3 separate regions of the Sus scrofa genome follow, and all the other regions are linked to region 3. A link is a contact called in public Hi-C and HiChIP or PLAC-seq data. All regions are on one chromosome and are shown on one strand. The core of a region is the stretch at or near the end of the contact, and the rest is flanking DNA. Distances in the headings are between cores, read along the strand shown.

The links. Hi-C and Micro-C count contacts between places; a contact is called where the count stands out from the background. HiChIP or PLAC-seq counts read pairs in DNA pulled down with a chosen protein or histone mark.
Region 1: a contact with region 3 is called in an H3K27ac HiChIP or PLAC-seq map of alveolar macrophages. The contact joins the promoter of CASP7 here to the promoter of DCLRE1A in region 3. A contact is called at or near these places in 1 of 5 promoter capture datasets (fetal liver), 2 of 47 Hi-C or Micro-C datasets (embryonic fibroblasts and heart right ventricle) and 2 of 2 datasets of contacts at active chromatin or transcription factors (alveolar macrophages and skeletal muscle).
Region 2: a Hi-C map of embryonic fibroblasts shows a contact between it and region 3, with 2.3 times the contacts expected there. The contact joins the promoter of ADRB1 here to the promoter of DCLRE1A in region 3. A contact is called at or near these places in 6 of 47 Hi-C or Micro-C datasets (brain, embryonic fibroblasts, fetal heart ventricle and 3 more) and 1 of 2 datasets of contacts at active chromatin or transcription factors (alveolar macrophages).

The regions. Positions count from the first base shown.
Region 1 is chr14:124,016,074-124,019,046 of Sscrofa11.1, reverse strand. It overlaps CASP7 (caspase-7), which reads right to left and starts at 1,271. Exons shown (of 7, transcript XM_021073322.1): 1 at 425-1,271. It also overlaps a transcript of NRAP not described here.
Region 2 is chr14:124,398,840-124,401,590 of Sscrofa11.1, reverse strand. ADRB1 (adrenoceptor beta 1) reads right to left here and starts at 1,261. Exons shown (of 1, transcript NM_001123074.1): 1 at 1-1,261. The coding sequence starts at 1,261.
Region 3 is chr14:124,161,006-124,163,859 of Sscrofa11.1, reverse strand. DCLRE1A (DNA cross-link repair 1A protein) reads left to right here and starts at 1,481. Exons shown (of 10, transcript XM_013983742.2): 1 at 1,481-1,620; 2 at 2,128-2,854. The coding sequence starts at 2,793. It overlaps NHLRC2 (NHL repeat containing 2), which reads right to left and starts at 1,143. Exons shown (of 11, transcript NM_001243561.1): 1 at 941-1,143. The coding sequence starts at 1,118.

The DNA of each region.
Region 1 (2,973 bases), core at 22-2,521, 140 kb after region 3:
CACCACTATCCCCATTACACAGACGGGCACAGAGAGGGCCAAGGCCTCACAGCAGAGAAACAGAGTGGGGGGGAGGGGGGGACTGAACCCACGGCTGCCCCACAAGGGAGCTCTCACTGTTAGCCAGCCCAGGCCCTTCCCACCCTTCCAAATCCATCCCCCCTTCTCTGCCAAATCCCGAAGAGCACCGGTGACCCAAGCCCGGCGACTAGGAGGGAAGGGAGGGACAAGCTGAGCAAGCAAGTGATGTTGGGGGCGGGCAGAGCTCTCTCCCTCAAGTTCAGTGGAGCCGTCGGGGCCGCCCAGTCCCTGGGGATCGAATCCCACCGACGGCGCTCGGGGTGGCAGGAGCGAGGGCAGCCGGACGGCCAGGGAGAACGCGGGCGAAAGGAGGGCAGGGCGGAAGCGCGGCGGCCGAAGTTACCGTTCCCACGGCGTCCAGAACTGGTGCTGTCTCAGTCCCTCCGCCCCGAGGGTCTGCGGCCGCTCCAACGAAAGCGAAAGTAAAGCCGCAACGCGGCCAGGGGAGGAGTCGCCCCGGGCAGGACGCCGACCCGGCGGGCGGGGCTGCGGGCCCCGCCTCCGACTCGGGACCCCGCGCTTCTCAGAGTCGGCCGCGCGCGGGACCACCGCGCCGCCGCGCCCCGTCGGGGAGGGCGCGCTCTCACGGTCGCGCGCGTCGTCGCGGAGGGCGCCCTCGGCAGGCAAAGCTGGTCGCGCGCACCGGACGCGTCCTGGGCAAAGTTTGCAGAGATCCACAGGGGTCCCGGAGCTGCGCGCGCAATCTCCAGGAGAAAGTTCTGCAGCGTCCACTGCGCTCCAAGTGACCTGAAGGGCGCGCTCCGCAGACCCGGCGCACGCAGCGTCCCAGTCGGGCGGACTGAAGAGTGCGCCCTGCCGACTTCGCGGCGCTTGATAATGGGGCGCTGGTCAGAGTCCACCTTCCTGCCCTCCCGCTGCCTCCGGTCTACACCGCGACTTCGGCCTCCGCACCGGCCCTGGGACCTGTTCCAAAGGCCCAACGGCTCCTCCTCAGCCAAATCCTGACCCTGATCGTCTATGCGGGGGACTGGGTGCCCGCATCTTCCTGAGTTACCGTCTCCCTAGGGCCAGCCGAGGGAGCCGCCGTGGTCTCCTGCCGCTCAGAACTTGCTTCCATTCGCTGACGCGCCTTCCTCACGCGTGGGCGGCAGGAACTAACAGTTTTCTGCAGAGCACGTCCACACCTCTTAACAGAGCCTGCTGGCCGGGACGTAGCGCCAGAATCATTCATGGACTATTTATTGAGCGCCCTCATGTGTCAGCCACTGGGTACTTGGCCATGAGTTAGTCTAAAACGGGAGAGAGTCTAATATGGTACTTTCACTCGTGCCACCTAACCCCCAGCCTTGCATCCCCAGGTCCCCCAACACCCATGCATGCTCCCACTTTTGTCTTTATTCAACCTGGGACCTCCAGCTGAGGCCTCCAAGGCCTTGCTCTCCAAGATTCCTCGGGGGAGCAGCTTATGCATGCAGTTACACTGAAGTGTAAATAGCTAAGGAGACCTGACAGTTTTATTCATACCAGAGATGTTTGCTTTGAAAGAACTATCAACGCCTTCAGTGAAAGGAACGAACCTTCTTCGTCGTGCATCATTAGGCAAGAACGCATCTCGTCTTTTTGTTTGCTGTCCCCTGGGCCTGAGACTTCAATATCGTCCATAATATCTTACCAGGTAAGGACGCTTCCTTGATTTAAGGAAGACTGGCCGCAGGCAAGTGTAAGGGAGTGATTATAATTTATTACCTTCTGCCAGAATCCTGAATTCCTGAATATTTCAAACAGGCAGTTACACTATTTCCACTATGGATGTGCTATAGGTTGTTTGGGCCACCTACCTCCCTGCCAAATTCCTATGTTGAAACTAAATCTCCAAAATGATGGCATTAGGAGGTGGGGGCCTTTGGGAGGTGCTTAAATCAGGAAGGTGGAGCCCTGGTGAGTGGGATTAGTGCCTTGATAAAAGAGGCCAGGCTGAGCATCCTGGCCTTTTCTATCATGTGAGGACATAGAAATTGCAGTCGGCTACCCCAACGTGGGCTCTGACTAGAACCCAACCATGCTGGCACCCTGATCTTAGCCTTCTGGCCTCCAGAACTGTGAAGAATACGTTTCTGGTGTTTATAAGCTATTCAGTTTCTGTCTTTTGTTATAGCAGCCAGAACAGACTAAGACAGGCTGCGCTACTCTTTTCTTTAACAGCCATGTTTCTGAAATGTCAAGGCGAGCCAAGTCATGGTAGACACAGAGTTAATTTTCTTTTTGAAGGAATTCAGTGGTGAATCATTTGAGAAATGGAATAAAAAGCCTATTAGTAGGGCAAATAGGTTACCCTATGATTTATCGCATTTATGAATTCAAGTTTTGCAGGTTATTCGTGAAATAAGATGAAACACGGTGTTAGATATGGGAGCCACCTTCACAACTAATCCCTCTGCTGGTATTATAGATACAGAATCTGAGGCTCAGAGAGGTTGTCCACACTACAGGCATGCTAGTGGCAGAACCAGGATCAGGTTGCCTAGAAAAATAATGTATTTTCCATCCACAAGAAAGGTCTACCATAGATTATATGAAGCAATTTTGTTTACATGTGTCACACACAGGAATTCGTTGCTGGCTCAGATAGGAAGATGATTTTAAGGAAAACTTTCTTTTTTTATTTTTTACTTTAATGATTTTTATTTTTTTCCATTATAGCTGGTTTACAGTGTTCTGTCAATTTTCTACTGTACAGCAAGGTGACCCAGTCACACATACATGTATACATTCTTTTTTCTCACATTATCATGCTGCGTCATAAAGAAAACTTTCTTTTTTCAGTTCTGTAGTGTAGTTCTCTTATTGCTCCGAGGCTGAATTATCACAGTACCAACAACTAAAATCATAGATACATGAAAGGGAAGAAACAATTTTGAACTTTTCCCTCTA
Region 2 (2,751 bases), core at 12-2,511, 240 kb before region 3:
CGTCCGAGGCGGCCCCGGGCGACGGCGGCGGCCGGGCCACCGCCAGGCAGCCAGAGGCGCGCGGCCCATCCCCGGCGGCCGCGCAGCTCCCGCGGGCGACCCGGCGCGCGCAGCAGAGCAGGCGCTGGAAGGCCTTGCGGAAGTCAGGGCTGCGGCAGTAGATGATGGGGTTGAAGGCCGAGTTGGCGTAGCCCAGCCAGTTGAAGAAGACGAAGAGGCGGTCGGGCACCAGGTCGCGGTGGAAGGCCTTCACCACGTTGGCCAGGAAGAAGGGTAGCCAGCAGAGCGTGAACACGCCCATGATGATGCCCAGCGTCTTGAGCGCCTTCTGCTCTCGCAGGGCCACGAGGCGCGAGGGCCGCCTCTTGCTGGTGCGCCCGTTGGCTACCGGGGCTGCGGCAGCGGCGGCAGGGAGCGGGGACCCGGGCGAGGGCGCGGGCGAGGGCGGCCGCGCGGGGCTGCCGAGAAAGCGGCGCTCGCAGCTGTCGATCTTCTTCACCTGCTTCTGGGCCTCGCGGAACACCCGCAGGTACACGAAGGCCATGATGCACAAGGGCACGTAGAAGGAGACCACGGACGAGGCGATGGCGTAGGCCCTGTTGGTGACGAAATCGCAGCACTTGGGGTCGTTGTAGCAGCGGCGTGCCTCGGCACCCTTGTCCCGCCACCAGTGCATGAGGATGGGCAGGAAGGACACCAGGGCCGAGATGGCCCACACGGTGCACACGAGGGCCCGTGCCCGCGCGCGGGTCAGCAGGCTCTGGTAGCGAAAGGGCGACGTGATGGCGAGGTAGCGGTCCAGGGCGATGACACACAGGGTCTCGATACTGGCCGTCACGCACAGTACGTCCACCGACGTCCAGAGCTCGCAGAAGAAGGAGCCGTACTCCCAGCGGCCCCACACCACGATGGTGGCCCCGAATGGCACCACCAGCAGCCCCATGACCAGGTCGGCGCTGGCCAGGGACATGATGAAGAGGTTGGTGAGCGTCTGCAGCCTCGGCGTCTTGGCGATGGCCACGATCACCAGCACGTTGCCCGCCACGATGAGCAGCACGATGAGCGCCATCAGGAGGCCCATGCCAGCCGTCCACTGCTGCGACAGCTGCACGGATCCCTCGCTGGCTGGGGTCAGCAGCGAGGCGGGAGGGGACGCAGGCACCAGCAGCCGCGCCGCGGTGGCCGCGCCGTCGGGGAGCGGCGCGGCGGATGACAGGTTGCAGGGCTCGGAGGCACCCAGGGCGAGCGCCCCCGCGCCCATACCGAGCTGCGGAGGCCGGGGGCGGGGGGTGTGGCGGAGTTGGGCCGCGGTCGGGGAACCCCCCCAGAGGCCCGGGCGGCGGGGCGCGACGAGGGAGGTCGCGGCCAGGTCAGGGCAGCCGCGGCGCGGGGCCGGAGGCATGGGCGCAGGGCGCCTTCCCCGCCAGAGCTGTGCGCTGTCGCCGCCGCCGCCGCCGCCGCTGCTGCTGGAGCCGCTGTCGCTGCTGGAACAGCTGCCGGGACCTCAGCATGTTTCTGAGCGCGCGGAACCCGCAGCCCCGGCACCCAGCACCCACCCCACCCCGCTCCCACTCCCACTCCCTGGAGCCAACCCCCGGGGCCTCGCGTCAGGCTATTGCAGCCAATCCGAGCGAAGGCACGCCCCGATCTGGTTCTCCCCCCCCCCCCCGCGCAACTCCCCTCACCCCCTCCCCGCCCCCGGCGGTTCAGCAGCTCTGGGGAGTCCGGAGGAGATCGCCCAGCGAGCGCCGCCTCGGCGCCCGCGGGTTCCTGCGCTCGCGCCCCTCCCTGAGCTCGCTAGTTCTAGCGCCCAGTTCCCCTCGGCCCCCTACTGCGCCTGGTTCCCACCCTGTCCCCTTCCACAGCCCCCAATCTCTCCTTTCCTGCGCCTCCGGCGTTTGGCTCCCTCTTGCGCCCCAGCTTAAGTAGCCACCCCTTTACCTCCAGTGCGCAGTTTCCCCGCAGAGCAGAGCGCGCGTTTCCTTTAGCGGCGGGGTGGGGACCTTGGTGTTCTCCAAGCGCCAGAGCGCCTTGCACCGTCTGCCTGCTGGGGTTGAAGGAGTCTGCTGCAAGATTGTTTCTCCTGTTGGGCTGCCTAGTAGGCTGTGTGTAAAATCCTTCCCCCGTCAGGAGGGGACCCAGCCAGCCTGCGCCCTGCCAGCTCGGGGGATCAGAGGCGGGTGTTAGCGGTTAGAGGAAACTTTCCAGCAAGCGCCTTGCTAGAGCAAACCGCGCATCTGTCAGGGACGCTCTCTGGGAGCTATTTTTTGCAAGAAGCTTCTGTGGTTCCAGTGCAGCAGATGCGGGAAGGATGGGGACGTTTGTGCATCTGACAGCTAATGCTGAAGACCAGTTGGAAAAACACACTTCTCAGTCCCAGCTGATGGTTGTGTGAGTGTGACGCAACAGTGTGTCGATAATGTGGAGAGCGAGGCTTAAGGAAACACGAATGTTAAGGTAAAGTAAATGACACTGTCACCAAGAAAGAACACATTTAATTACATTTCAGACTTTTCACCTTCAGTAATAACACTTGGATGTGGTGTTTTATTATTCACATGATTTTATCATTTGAGCTGAGTCGATGCAAACAAAAACGTACGTTCGTTTTGGTTGACATAATGAGTTGAGATTTATTTCTGGGTCTGCTGGGTTGTTTTCTCCTTTGCCCAAGTTCCCAGATTCTGAGAACTCTAGGATTAGTTTCCCAGGGATGAGAGAAGAACACATGTAAATACTCAAGAAGATTAC
Region 3 (2,854 bases), core at 232-2,731:
GAGAGAGAGCAAAAGGCTTAGAAGCACAGGAGGCTGTCATCAGAGCCAAGGTTCCCATATACCTCTCATGAGATACTGAACCCTGTCACGTCCAACCAATTAACTATACATGTGGTTTCAGTGTCATGCCAGGAGATACGCCAACACCACCAGGCAAAACAATGCCAGCCCCAACCAAAGAAGGTAAAGTTCGGTTTCATGTATCACAATAAGATGCGCTTCATAAACAGCACTGCTAGGAATATCAGGTTCCCTAGTGCTCCAAACATTCACAGAGCCAGGATTCAAACCCTGGAGACAGGTCATAATTCAGACTTTTAAAATTACAAGTTTCAAACTTTGAACAGAGGAGTGTGGCACAGCAAAGAAACCGGCAGAAGAAGGGAGTCTGCTGATTCCGACTCTGGTAATTCTTAGTTAGGATGCCCTCGGCAAACGACTCAATCTCCCTGATCCCGTGCCTGAGTCCCCCAATTTATAAAATAAGGCTAATTAAGAGCACTTCAATGGACTGCAGAGAGGATTAAATAAAATAGTACCCTTAAAGTGATGAAAACTGTGTGGGGCCCCTAAGAACTGATCAATAAAGGTTAGCTACGATAATGCAGAATTATGATGATGCTGGGCAACCAGACTGGAAGGACAGGGTGGCATGGACACTGGCATCATGCCAACGAAACATTCGGGGAAAGTTACTTAGTTAACATAAGGCCCGGGCAGATCTAGATGATTGCAGAGATGAAGATGCAGGTCCCCGCCCTCCATAAACCCACGGTCCGCCGCCGCCGCCGCCGCCGGGGGACAGATGCTCCGCTGTGCGAAGCGCCTCTCCCCGGCGCGGTGGCACAATCCCGCCTCGCCCACCGCTTCAGGGGAGGGCGCAGTCCCCGAGGAAGGGGAGGTTCCGGGAGGGGTCCCCACCCTGAAGCCAGCCCCTCACCTTCCGGAAACTCGGGCACTGATAAGTCCTGCTCCCAACCGTCCACCTTCTGCAGATACTGGTAGACCAAGCTGTCCTTCTCCTCCTGGGTGACGGCGTCGAGCAGGGCGTACTCCAGCGAGGTCTGAGCCGGGAGCAGGCCCGACAGGCTGCAGCTCCGGGCTCCGGGCGCCGCCATGTTCTCTCCGGACCGTCCAGAGGCGGCTGCCGAGCCCGCCGGACGGCCTCGTTTAGAGAAAGGGGGAAGCGCTTACAGCCCTTCGGTTTCAGAACAGTACATTCGCCTCACCCACCACCGGCCCCCCTCCAAGTTAATGGCACTTTTCTTCAAACGCTAGAGCACAAATCGACACTATTCCCAGGCACGTAATTAAACTACCGTCCCAAACCACCCCGCCCCTTCTAAATCCTCACGCCACAGCTGAGTCTGCACATTCAGCGCGCCAGATTCAACATGGAAAAGGCCTCTGGGCAAGCGTTCTAGAAGTTCTCAGAGACCCATTCCCCAACCCTTCACTTTGGAAATTAGCAGGTTTTAGAACTAAAATAAAACAAAATAAATCCGTAGGACTTAAAAGGGCACAAACTTTTTTTCTTTTAAAAGTCCCACTTTTAGACCAAGATCAGCTGATTCGACACAACATCGGTAACAGGAAACTGTTCCCGCCACGACACGAAAGGTAAAGGAGCAGGCTTTTTTAAAGTTGGGAGTGACTAGCCAATGGCTTTGGCTTATACACAAACGCAGGATTTTGTTACGGTCCAGTGCTGAAAGTGCGGGCGCGAATAGATTGTCAGCCGAGCAGGGGAAGGGGGCGCGAGGGAAGTGGACTCAGCTGCAGCTGCACAAGGCGGGGTGAGGGTGGCAGGTGGGTGGCGGCGGGGATCCCTGAAGGCTCGGGCTCTGTCTTCGGAAGGGAAGGGCTCTGACGGCTTTTGCGGAGCGGGCTGTGTCAGCAGCTCACCCTCTCCCTACCCTAGAGCGGGTAAGGGCCCATTCACTGGCCTCTCACCCTCCTACATCTAAAGAGGAGGTCGAGCAACTGAGAGGCATCAGGCAGGTAAACTTTGGTTTTGAGGCTGGTGGAGAGAGGGCAGGTCACCCCTGTGGTCTGGAGTGAGGAATGTGGGTGGCCTCAGTGCGAGCACGACTTCACATCTTTGAATTTTGTTTGTTCATTGTGCAGTGTTTGTTCATTGCTGCTGGAAGAAGATAATTGAACTGACCCAGGACACTGAAGTTGTTGAATATCCACGAGTCACAGATAAGGGCAATTAAGCTTTTTGCGACTCACACACATTTGATTATGGTGTGATTAGTGTTACTAGCAAACTGAAGCCTTCAGTGTTTGGAATGTTTGGAATACCTGCTGAGCCGTCTACCCAAGAACTGTGGTTGGGTTTGTATTATTTGGACAATTGTCCAGTTGAAATAGAATTGAAGGACGCTTGATAACAATTTTACAAAGCTCCTTCTAAAATTAAACTGTTAACCCTATGCTTCCCATTAGGGCTTCGCGTTGAAAGTATTACTGATTTTTATTTATGAAACAAGTCCTGGAAAAAGCCAAGATACCTGAATGAAATATACACAATGGAAAACTTCTCAGATGCTACCCCTGTTAATTTCATTGTAGTATAAATGGAATAGCAGGTGTTCTCAGGTATAAGGTTTGTAGTTTGCCAATATATTCATTACCAAAGCTTTAGAATCCCATCAGGTTAGAGGGGTTTTTTGTTTTTGTTTTTGTTTTTTTTCGGAATAAGAATTCTATTTAAAATTTTCGTAACAGGAAGTAGACCCTCAGTTTACTTAGATTAGTGCTTCTTTTATGATTAAAGTCATTTTGCCATGTTTGAAGACACTTTTTTGGAAGAAGACACTTTTTTGGAAAAAGACACTTTTTTGGAAGA